Linked DNA regions of Mus musculus: all the other regions are linked to region 2. The links are chromatin contacts, called in public ChIA-PET and Hi-C maps. All regions are on one chromosome and are shown on one strand. Each heading gives the region's core, a stretch centred on a gene start, on an enhancer-like site or on the middle of the called end of the contact. The rest is flanking DNA. Distances are from core to core; before and after follow the strand shown.

Evidence for each region. A called contact is a pair of places that touch in the nucleus more often than the background predicts. ChIA-PET counts read pairs in DNA pulled down with a chosen protein or histone mark.
Region 1: a contact with region 2 is called in an RNA polymerase II ChIA-PET map of memory CD8 T cells, with 12 read pairs. The contact joins two enhancer-like sites. A contact is called at or near these places in 12 of 39 promoter capture datasets (the C10 cell line, the HPC-7 cell line, cranial neural crest and 8 more), 3 of 484 Hi-C or Micro-C datasets (the HL-1 cell line, LSK cells and bone marrow-derived macrophages), 2 of 115 datasets of contacts at active chromatin or transcription factors (CD8 T cells and memory CD8 T cells) and 1 of 9 other capture datasets (embryonic stem cells).
Region 3: a Hi-C map of bone marrow-derived macrophages shows a contact between it and region 2, with 20 read pairs. The contact joins two enhancer-like sites. A contact is called at or near these places in 11 of 39 promoter capture datasets (the C10 cell line, the HPC-7 cell line, cranial neural crest and 8 more), 1 of 484 Hi-C or Micro-C datasets (bone marrow-derived macrophages), 2 of 115 datasets of contacts at active chromatin or transcription factors (CD8 T cells and bone marrow-derived macrophages) and 1 of 9 other capture datasets (embryonic stem cells).

What each region holds. Positions count from the first base shown.
Region 1 is chr2:128,498,204-128,501,764 of GRCm38.p6, forward strand. All of the region lies in intron 2 of Gm39928 (a long non-coding RNA gene), which reads right to left. Among named protein-coding and RNA genes, the nearest start is that of Gm39927, 22 kb to the right of the region's middle. Within about 2 kb of position 1,563, at least 46 of the 459 cell types and tissues checked have an H3K27ac peak or open chromatin away from gene starts, as enhancers often do. A contact at or near this core is called in CD8 T cells and memory CD8 T cells, where this site is marked.
Region 2 is chr2:127,888,942-127,892,385 of GRCm38.p6, forward strand. All of the region lies in intron 8 of Acoxl (acyl-Coenzyme A oxidase-like), which reads left to right. Among named protein-coding and RNA genes, the nearest start is that of Acoxl, 36 kb to the left of the region's middle. Within about 2 kb of position 1,885, at least 43 of the 459 cell types and tissues checked have an H3K27ac peak or open chromatin away from gene starts, as enhancers often do. A contact at or near this core is called in CD8 T cells, bone marrow-derived macrophages and memory CD8 T cells, where this site is marked.
Region 3 is chr2:128,444,354-128,447,826 of GRCm38.p6, forward strand. The region is part of intron 1 of Gm36154 (a long non-coding RNA gene); the gene reads right to left. The region is part of intron 3 of Gm29010 (a long non-coding RNA gene); the gene reads left to right. Among named protein-coding and RNA genes, the nearest start is that of Gm29010, 12 kb to the left of the region's middle. Within about 2 kb of position 1,263, at least 53 of the 459 cell types and tissues checked have an H3K27ac peak or open chromatin away from gene starts, as enhancers often do. A contact at or near this core is called in bone marrow-derived macrophages, where this site is marked.

The sequences.
Region 1 (3,561 bases), core at 313-2,812, 610 kb after region 2:
TGGCTATTCCCTCCTCAGTTAAGCCTTGCTGAAAACACCTTCCCAGAGATATGTTCCCATGTAGGTTTTAAATCCCCTAGTCCTGCCTTATTGTTTTACAGAACAAAACCTAAAGAGCATTTTCACTCAAAAAGGGGGAGGGGTCATTTTGTCTTTAAAACCCTCTCACGGTTATTTTCAATCACTTCATGACATCACATCTTTTATCCATCCGTACAGCCAGCTGAGGCTTCTGGCAGGCACAGTGCACGTCCTCCTCTGGTAGCATTGGTGTCTGTGCATGCTGGTCTCTCCACCCCATAGTCCCCCACAATCAGCTGAGACGCCACCTCTCACATCTCTATCGCACTTTTCTATCCTCCCATAGCATCCTCTTGCCCTTGTTCCTCTGTGTCCCACCACCTTGAAACCATTACCCGGGCCATCTCCCCCTAGTAGGCAGAGGATTCTTAGATCTGACAGTTCTTCTCTTTCACCTTTTCAGCAACTCCTACCTTCTCCCACCTATTCCAGCCATTTTTACAGAATCACTCCTCCTGCCTCCACCCACCTCCCTGTGACTCAAATGTGGCAATTGTGTCCTTTCTGAATTCACCGGGTGTGCTCCTTTAATAACTCGCAAGGGGAGATTTCTTGGTAGAAATCAGTTGGTGTGGAAATAGTAGCTACGTTGAGTAACAGATTCAGATGCTTATCTCATTATAATGGGAGTTCTTAAGGCCAGATTAGCTCACAGGAGCCAGTCGGTTGTAAAACTGCTATAACTGGTGGCTGGTATGTAGTATACAGCCCCTTCAGTGATGGCTTTATTGTTTTTGGATCTTTGTCATGTTTGTAAAATTCATTGTGTCCGTGGGTGGAATCTATCACTGTTAGTTGAAAAGCACACAACACTTAACTTAGAACCCAAGTCACAGAACAAGAAGAAGTTCTGAGTTCACTTTTCACCTTCCATGACCCAGATCTGGAGCTGGAGAAGCTAGCAACCTGGAGGCACCAATGGACACTACAGTGGTTAGCTTAACAGTCAAACTTGACACAACCTAGAATCACCTGGGCTGAGAGTTCAACAAAAGGATTGTCTGCACTACTTTTGCCTGTGGGCTTGTTGGCGAAGGGCTGTCTTAGGTTAATTGATGTGGGGAGACCCCGACCACTGTGGGTAGTGCCATTCCCTAGGCAGGGAGTTCTGAACTGTATAAGAATGGATAAATCAAGCTGAGCACTAGAAAGCAATTGAGCAAGCATGCATTTATTTTCTCTCTGCTCTTAGATATGGCAAGACCAGCTGCCTTGAGTTCCTACCTTGATTTCTCTGCAGTGATAGACTGGACTGTTAGTTGGGATTTCAAGTCAAATAAAGTCTCACTTAAGTTACCTTTTTTTGGGGGGGGGCGGGGGTGTCAGGGTATTTTATGACAGCCACAGAAATGAAATTAGAACACAAAGATAGCTCACGAAAGACTGCTTCCCCACAGCCACAGGACCAGGAGAAGACAGCCTAGAAAGACAAAGGAACCGCAGTCACACCACTTCTGCCAAATGCCATCAAGAAGCTGTGGTCTAGTTGCTACCCACACCAGCAAAGGCTCTGAGTGGGGAGCCCAGACTCACGGCTACCAGGCGTCACCCTAACCCTCTGTGAAAAGGAAGCTGAATGGGAAGCGTCTTCCATATTCCAAGCAGCATGAAGCCCCTTTGCCCTTGCAAGGTGCCACTGGAGACCGTGTGGGAAGTGTGGATCACCACGATGGTTCATAGCAAAAAGGCTGAGTGGGAAGTCGAGACCTTCACCAGAGCCCCGTGGCGATAACATCAGTGCCCTCCCCCTCCCCCAGCTTTTCAAGTGAAGAGAAAGAATGAGTCATTTATGCCCCTTTCGCAGGAGGAGCATCAGCAGATAGCAGAGGTGATAGGACGGTGGGATCAGAACTATCTGACAGAGATCCTAAAGCAACTTCTATGAAAGAGTGCTTCTGCGAGCATGTGCAAGCACAAGAGTACCAGAAGTCAATGGGAAACTGTAAGAATTACCAGTGTCATTATCACTGTCTTCCTTTTGATGTGTACCTATTGATGTGATAAAATACCCTAGCTAAAGCTACTTAAAGGAGAGTGGATTAAATCTCATCAAAAACCAACATCCAGGTATTTATTATAATACCACTTTTTTTTTGACATTAGAATCTTGTAAAAGTAATTTCTTAGTTCTGAAACTAAGACCTGAAACACCACATAAACCTTTGAAAGACCACCCTTTTTAATATATTAAAATTTGATTGTTAATTTATTCTTGGCTGTTTTGTAAATAATAAGAGAAGAATTTCATTTATTTAGTTAGTTAGTTTCACCATTTGTATGTGTGTGTGCTGTGCATGCATGTATATGTGCATGCATATATGCAAATATGGGCTATTAAATACATGTTTGTATGCATGTATGTGGAAGCCCAAGGTTAACATCAAATATCTTCTTTGTTATGAAGCTAAGTCTTTCACTGCACCTGGAGCACATTGTTTTTATAAATCTTTCTAGCCATCCTGCTAGGCCTCTGTCTCTAACTTCCAGGTGGCTCAATTATAGAAAGTCTGCCATGCCTGACTAAGTTTTTCATGGGTTCTAGAGATACAAACTCTGGTTCTCACGCTTGCATGGAAAGTACTTTTCCTGATAAGCTGTTCTCAAAGCCCTGAGAAGAATGTTTTTATAGAAGCTGTATTTAACACTGTGTCCTGATTTGACTTGAATATGGGCTGTGGACTAAGTAAGTAAATAAAATTTTGATCAAAAAAATAAAAGGAGAGTGGATTATATTTATTGATTGGAATTATAAAAGTCCATCGTTAATTCATAATTAATTATATAAGAACTATTAATTAATAGTGTATGCATGCTACTTTCCCATCTCAGACTCATTTTTCTCTGTAAAGTCTTTCTCAGGTAGTTCATCCACCTGCCCATCTTAGCAAGCACCTGCCAGGGGTGACACCCACCATCTAGTTCATAAGTACCTAGTACTTAGGTGAAAGTCTCTGTTAGCAGAGGCAGAGCACAGGGAAGGACTGGATACAAGAATCCAGTTTACTATGATGTAGTTTTCTAGCATTGTCTCTTCACTGACTGTCACCCTCTGTAAAATCAAGCTTCCCTGGTCTAGGCTGAGAGCAGTGCTAGTTTATAGAAATAAGCATCCCTACTTAGAGAGCTATTCTATTACATGCCCACTTAGCAATGCATCAACAGTAAATGCTCACCTATGACTTTGGACCTGGCCAGGGATAGGCTTTTGACTAGATTTACAGCACCACCCTACCATGGAGCAGACCTCAGACAGAACCAGGAGTGGTTGGTTACCCCCTGAACAAGCCATGCCACTATTGTACCAGTGGGTACATCTTGCCTGACTGGTCAGTATTATAGCACATAGTGTCTACGGATGTTTAAGACTGTTACTATCTTTTCTCCTCTGGCAGCCAGCACCTCTAATCAACTAAGCTCCAATTTGACTCTTAAGAGTCCTGCACATAAAGTATGTGATACCTTTAGCAATCAGGTCTTACT
Region 2 (3,444 bases), core at 635-3,134:
TCTCTGGATCACATTAGAACCATGCCGTAGCTGGGAGTACGGGAGGAGCCTGGAGGTAGGTAGCACCTCGGTGAGATCTTGCAGGAAGGCTCAGGGTGGGAGCTGTACTGAATGGGCATGGCTAGAGTTGAAAGCCTTTGCTAATGTTCATGTAACTTGGCCTAATAGAGGGCAGAGCTAAGAGAGGTAGTGGGTTCCTATGTCAGTGTCCTAAACATGCATGGTGTGTGTTTTGCTAAAACTAGAGAGAAATTCAACAGATGCATACTCTTTTAACACGTGTCAAGTGAGCTCACCATTCATCTGTTCTCAGAGAGCAGCGTGGGAGAGTTGAAATTCGTGGCTCATCTCTCATTAGTTGTCTTTTTAGAGAAAGCACGGTCTCAGTGAACATTAAGCTGCTTGGGCTGTATTATTCCTTTTCCGAGAGAGAGAGAGAGAGAGAGAGAGAGAGAGAGAGAGAGAGAGAGAGAAGAGAATGGTAGGGGGAGAGGGAGAAGAGAGCAGAATACCAGGACTTGCTCTGTGGGTGAGAATTCTGGTGGGATGATGGTTTTAGCGTAGATGGTCCTGGGATGGGAGATTGGGGTAAGGGTACATCTGTGTCAACTATGGCGTGGAACCTTCCCAGGACCAACCACCAGAGGGCAGCAAAGACCAATTTGCGGATTGTTTCCTGACTGCTTATTTGCTTTGCTTTGGGTGTCAGAAGTGGCTGGAATTTTGCCGTTGTCAGCGGTTTATTCGGCTTCTTATCAACCACAAGTGCTGACTTTAAAAGGGCAATGGTCACTGTGAGAGTGGGGGAGCCTCAGCTGTGTGATTGCTGGGCTCAAGATCAAGCTTGTAAATAAGCTATGGTTATTTTGATGACTCCAGGGCATAATTTGACTCATAAATGTCTCCTAAAATCAAATGAACCCAACAAAACCAAAGCCCGTTGTATCACTTTGGATGGGTATAAAAATGCTTACACATTGTCGTGTTGACTCTATGGCAATTGCTTATGTTTTTACAACAGAAACGTAAACATTTATCTTTATTTTGAGTCAGGGTCTTGCAATGTATCTCTGCCTGGCTTTGAACTCCCCTTATAGACCAGGTTGGCCTCTAACTCAGAGAGATATCCCTGCCTCTTCAGGCCAGTTACTGGGATTAAAGACATATATACCGCAATATTTATCTTTTAAAAGATTAATCTGCCGCACTTTCCTCCAAAGTGAGGAGCCAGAGCTCAGTACAGCTAGAGATAAGCTTGTGTGTTGAAAGTGTGTGGAAGAACTACCGTTTTGAGCGCAGTTCCTTTTATATGGGCCCAATTTGTTCCCTTTCAGCACTGCGATGATGATAGAGATGACCTGGTGCATACCCCACAGAGACTCAGAGTGTACCAAAGAAACTAGACCATTGAAAGGGAGCATCCAGGGTTACCCTGGCAAGGGGACAGGGGCAGGTGGTGGTCGGGATCCAGGGCTAGCACCTTATAGAAGGAAAGCCCTAGGGTATTGTGGGTTGGAAGGGACCTCGGAGATTGTGTTCTATACTAAGCCCCACTGCTCTCCATGGTTGGGATTGAATCTAAGAATTCCTACATGAAGAATACAAACTCGGTCGCTCAGCTGCGCCCCACCCCCTCTTTTATAGAAATATTTCCGAGTAAGGCCTCTTGATCCCTGGCAGAGTGACCTAGAGTTGGCATGCAGCCCATCTTTCTTGAGTCACACAGCTAGGTCGTGCTTACAGATAGATGGACACTCTCAGCGCCTGTGGTAGGAGTGGAGTTTTTCAGTGCTGAAGGAGAGGGAAGTCCTTGGGCGTTCCTCCCTGTTTGATGTGGCATAGGGAACTTTAGCTGCTGTGACTGTGCCAGCAGTTCAAGGATCAGCACTGCTTGTCAGTGAGTCATCAGAGGCCAAACAGGCCTCTGGGAACCCAGCCTTCTGAGGCTCCAGGTACAGCCACGGCAGCCATGGGGACTGGGACACATGGCTGTGGACTGTTTTTCAGATGTTCCTTGCTTGGGTCCTGCTAGGAAGGAAGCTGGCCTTCCTCAGCTCTGTGGCCCACTTACTTGGGACAGAGGGTATCTGGGCTACAGCTGTAGGGAGCTGCATTGTTTCATGGAGACTGTCACCTGTCACTGGGAATCATCGTCTGTGCCACCTGGAAGGTTGGACAATGACAACCGATGGCTGGCAGGTTTTCCTCAGTGTTTCTGCCTGAAGCCATTTCCATGTAAGATGGTCCCTGTGAAGGGGACTGTCCCTTTTCTTCACATTTCACTCTGTCATGTTTCTGTCCCTTGCTTTAGTAGATTCACAGAGAAAGGGATTGAAAGAGAAAAGCCACAACTGTGGCTGGCTTTTGTTGAGAGCTTCCTGTTAAGGGACAGCATTTGAAGCATGCTATGAGCAATCACAGTTCATCTCGGCAGTCCTGTAAGGTGGATATTCTCATGAGTCTTGTATTTAGTTGAGAAATGTTGTGATCTAAAACAACATAGCAGTTTGTCCAGGGTTTGTCAGGGCTCACAGTTCACTAGGGTCCAGTTCTTACCGTGCAGGCAGGGTAGTTTTCAGGTGATAAGTCTTTGAGTGTCTTGCATAAGCCCTAGCCACAGCTGCTCCTGGATCACTGTGTGGTATACAGTCATGTTTGCTTTGATTAACTGAGCTTAACCAAAGATTTAAAAATTGTCTACATTGAAAGTCATAGAGATTCTACCCAAACTGGAATTTGTCAGATGTCAGCTGGCTAGTGGCAGGGCCAGAATCTAGGCCTCCACCCCATCTAGTGGCTCTATAGTAGGCTGCTGGCTTTTTCTAAGAGTAGTACCTTTCCGTGGTCCCAAGCATCTGTGTGCCAGGAGGGCTAATGAAGGGCTGAGGCCCGAGGCTTCTTCATACAGATGTTCTTTTATGGGGAAAGGAGCCATTTATGGCAAACATTTATGGAAGGTGTCCAGAGGAATTTTAAAAAACTCAATCCACTGTAATAATTTTCTTTCTTTTTTTCTGTTTGTTTGTTTATTTGTTTTTCAAGACAGGGTTTCTCTGTGTAGCCCTGGCTGTCCTGGAACTCACTTTGTAGACCAGGCTGGCCTTGAACTCAGAAATCCACCTGCCTCTGCCTCCCAAGTGCTGGGACTAAAGGCATGCGCCACCACTGCCCGGCTTGTAATAATTTTCTATGCCTAGTCTACAATAAACTTTAATAGGTCAAAAAAGGTTTATCTCTCATTATAGATATTTAAAAATTCCCTGGGCCTTTTTAGTCAGACACCACAAAACTCTGAGGGGAGGAGCAAGATGAGAGTCTATGACTTGTTTGTGTTTCTGAATTTCTTGGTTTACTAATTCTAGGCATTTCTACAGCTCTGCTGTGAGTTCAGCTCAATTATGCAAAACACACCCTCATTTCCATTTCCCCATTTTCCTTTAGTTT
Region 3 (3,473 bases), core at 13-2,512, 550 kb after region 2:
GAAGTGAGAATGTTCCCACGACTGCAGTGAATGAACACGGTTGACCTCGGGACCCAACACTGCAATGACATTTTACAATCTCACAGTTTCTCTCCCTCGGAGAGTGTAAATTTCCATCTCTGCAGCTAAAACCCACCTAGAGAACTTGGGGGTAAGAGCAAATCCATTCGTTTTATGTGAGTAGCTACAGCAGAGTAGAAAAAAGTATTCCAAGTGGGACCAGCTGGTGTGGGGCACCAGTCTCTGTCCTGTCAATAGTGTTCTTCATGGTCCCCAGCTCGCCCCGCTCCTCCCATCTGGACCCTCTAACTGTGAGTTATTGTGTGTTGCGGTGGGGATAAGAGGGTTAGTTCATGGAGGACCCACTGAGGCCTCAGAGGCATGTAAAATGTGACAAGCAAGGCCGTGGCATACATAATCGATCATGAACAAGCCCAGAGACGAGAGGGATTCCTTCCTGCCAAGATCCTTGGCCTTGGCAGAATTTGTGTGTGTGAACCCAGAGGCAGATCCCAGAATTCTGTCCAGGCCTTTAAAGCTTTCAAAGATTTGGCACCGATGTGACAAAACAACACAGAGAACAGAGTGGCTTCTACTCTAAAGTCTGCAGTAAAAGAGGTTTGGCAGTTAAAGGAGGAGGTGAGGTTTTAGTATGAGGCTTGTAGAGCTGTCAGTCACCGGATGAGTTCAGCAGCGGAGGAGAGTCAGACACAATGCTTAAGCAGTGAGCAACTCAAGGGCCCCAGAGAAGGCTTTGAAATGAGATGGCAAGACCTTGGGTCAAGCCTTCAGACTCAAAACATTTAGAGCTGGTTGTAACTTTAATTTAATTTAATTAAAAAAATTTTTTTTTTCTAGCCTTATTTTTAATGATGGTTCCTAAACACCTCAAGTGAGCTCCTCGGCAGCCATCACTGGCCACCAGTGAGAAAAACCCTAGGCCCAGATCTGGAGCCCACACAGCATCTTGGCAATACATTCTGCCCCATGTATAGGTGGGCCTGTAATACTTGTTCAAGTTCAGAAACTACGTAGGGGAGGATCTAAGAAAAGATCCTCAGTTTGTGGGAACTCAGGGCTGAGTTCTTCCTTCCACACCAGACCCTTCCAGCCTTTGAACATGGCAGTTGAACTCAGGACAAAGGTGGCGGGAGGGGCTCAGTCATCTATTCTTCATTTTCTAAGAACTTGGTATATCTGAGTTTGGAGAAGGAACACTTACCAGGGAAGTTGTGAAATTGAGGGAAATTACAAAATGCTCAGAGGCGGTTCCGGCCTCAGCCCAGATCTGTAAAAGCTTTAGAACCCTCAGATTCCGGAACTGGTCAGAGAGATGAGCAGGTGGCTAGTGGAGGCCACGCCATCCTTGGCCTGATCCTGTCTCTCTGGATAACAGGCCACAAAGCTGCCTCTGTGCACTTAATGTCTTTCTGGCTTGGTTTTCTAAGAGTAAAATCAACCCCACTGTACCCAGCACAGGAAGCCCCTGAGGACTGTCATTTCTCCTTCCTACACCTGGCAAAATGTGAATAAATTCCCCCAGCCCCCACCCCCATCCATTCTCTAAGCCGAAGATACAATCAGTCATTTGAACTTCCACACACAAGTTTGGACATCTCAGCGGAGATTTGCTTTCAAATCCATGCAGAAGAACACATGATGTCGGGAGGGGGCGGGAGGACCTGTTGCCCAAAATGTAGCATGCCATCTTCATGATATGGAATCACAGTCAAAACTGTGCAGCCCAGTGAGATGGTTCAGTGGGTAAGAGCACCCGACTGCTCTTCCGAAGGTCCCGAGTTCAAATCCAAGCAACCACATGGTGGCTCACAACCATCTGTAATGAGATCTGACTCCTTCTTCTGGAGTGTCTGAAGACAGCTACAGTGTCCTTACATATAATAAGTAAATAAATCTTAAAAAAAAAACTGTGCAGCCCAGGCCCCCTATAGCGTGCTGTGGCCTTGGGTCCACTTGTTGGGGATGAGAAGTGTTGTGGGGAAGGCTGCAGAGAAGCAGGCCAGGTTATCCATCTCTTCTTTTGCTCCCTTGCGGAAAGCAGAGGCCTCAAGAGAGGTTAAGATTAGAGGAACCAGTATTTCTGCAAGGGCAGCCTAGAGCAACCTTGATGGATTGTTCTACATGCATGAATCCACTGCTAAGCTAAGGTGTACTTGTGTGGATGTGGGTGTCTCTCCAGGTGATGTGTTTGTTCATATAGAAATGATACATATACAGTTCTATCAGGGTAGCTGTCTGTTTAGGAAAGATGGCTCCTCATTGTACAAAGAGGTTCTGCTGCAGAGTTCTTTTATAAAGATAGACCCCCAGCTCCTGTGATAACTACATTGTTCCACTTACCTACAAAACGAATTCCAAACAGTTGCCAACAACATCATGAACAGGCAGCCAGGTCTACCCAGATGGTCCTGTCCAGTCTGCCCTTGGGCCAAATAGAGTGTCTTAGTGAATGCTGGGAATTGATTAGTAGCCTGCCTTCAACTCCAGGGGTCATCTGCACTCACAGCACTAAGAGAGGCGGGTTGAGTGTCTTTTGTCTTATTCTCGGCTCTCTTGTTCTCCTGATCCAGGAGATAGAGCCGACCCTTGTCAGTCTAGAGTCACCTGAGGCCTGCAAGCAGACAAGGCCAGTGCTCCTCTTACACAACGTCATGGTTGCAAATGCAGGTAAATACTGGAATTGAGTACAGGTTGGATCTCAGCTTTAAATATTCTGCCAAGGTACCCTGTTTGGCCCATGGGCAGGGTGGACAGGGCCATCTTGTCCACAGAGAATTCTTCAGAGACCTATGGGCTCAGTCACACATATGACCAGACCCAGGGAGCTTCCCCTAATCTTCAAGCTACTGAGATACACATAGACTGTGATTCTCTCCAGAGAAGAGCTTGGTAGAGAGAATGATGAAGCATCCAACCAGGCATGAACCTACCAATTGTAGATACCATGCCAAACTAATGTAAAAACAAAACAAAATGAATCCCTCGTCACTTGCCGCAGTTCAGAGACCTGGCCCTGGGGTCATGAGACTGGGTGAGCTGGCCCTGTCCCTCACCAGCTGCAGGACTTGGGAGAGCGGGCCCTGCATCTCCCTTGGGCAACATGGTAGAGCTGGCCATGGTGGAGGGGATGGAGATAAGCCAGAGGGTGAGAGCACAGAAGAGCTGGCCCTTCATTTGTCTGCCCTGAGGTGGTGTGGGTTCAAGGGTGATGCCCACCCCAAGTCACCCCTCACCACCTGAGTTAGCACCGAGGACATGAGAGTGGGAGAGCTACCCTTGCCCCTATAATGGCTGTAGCCATTGACTATATATATTGACTGGGCAACACATTGGATCTGACCCGGATGGAAAAGGCACAGGCAAGCCAGCCCCAAGGGTGTGAGAGCAGGAGAGCTGGTCCAGCCTCTTGCAGCACTTGGAGAAGAGGGCCCTGTGCCTTGAGAGTAGAGCTG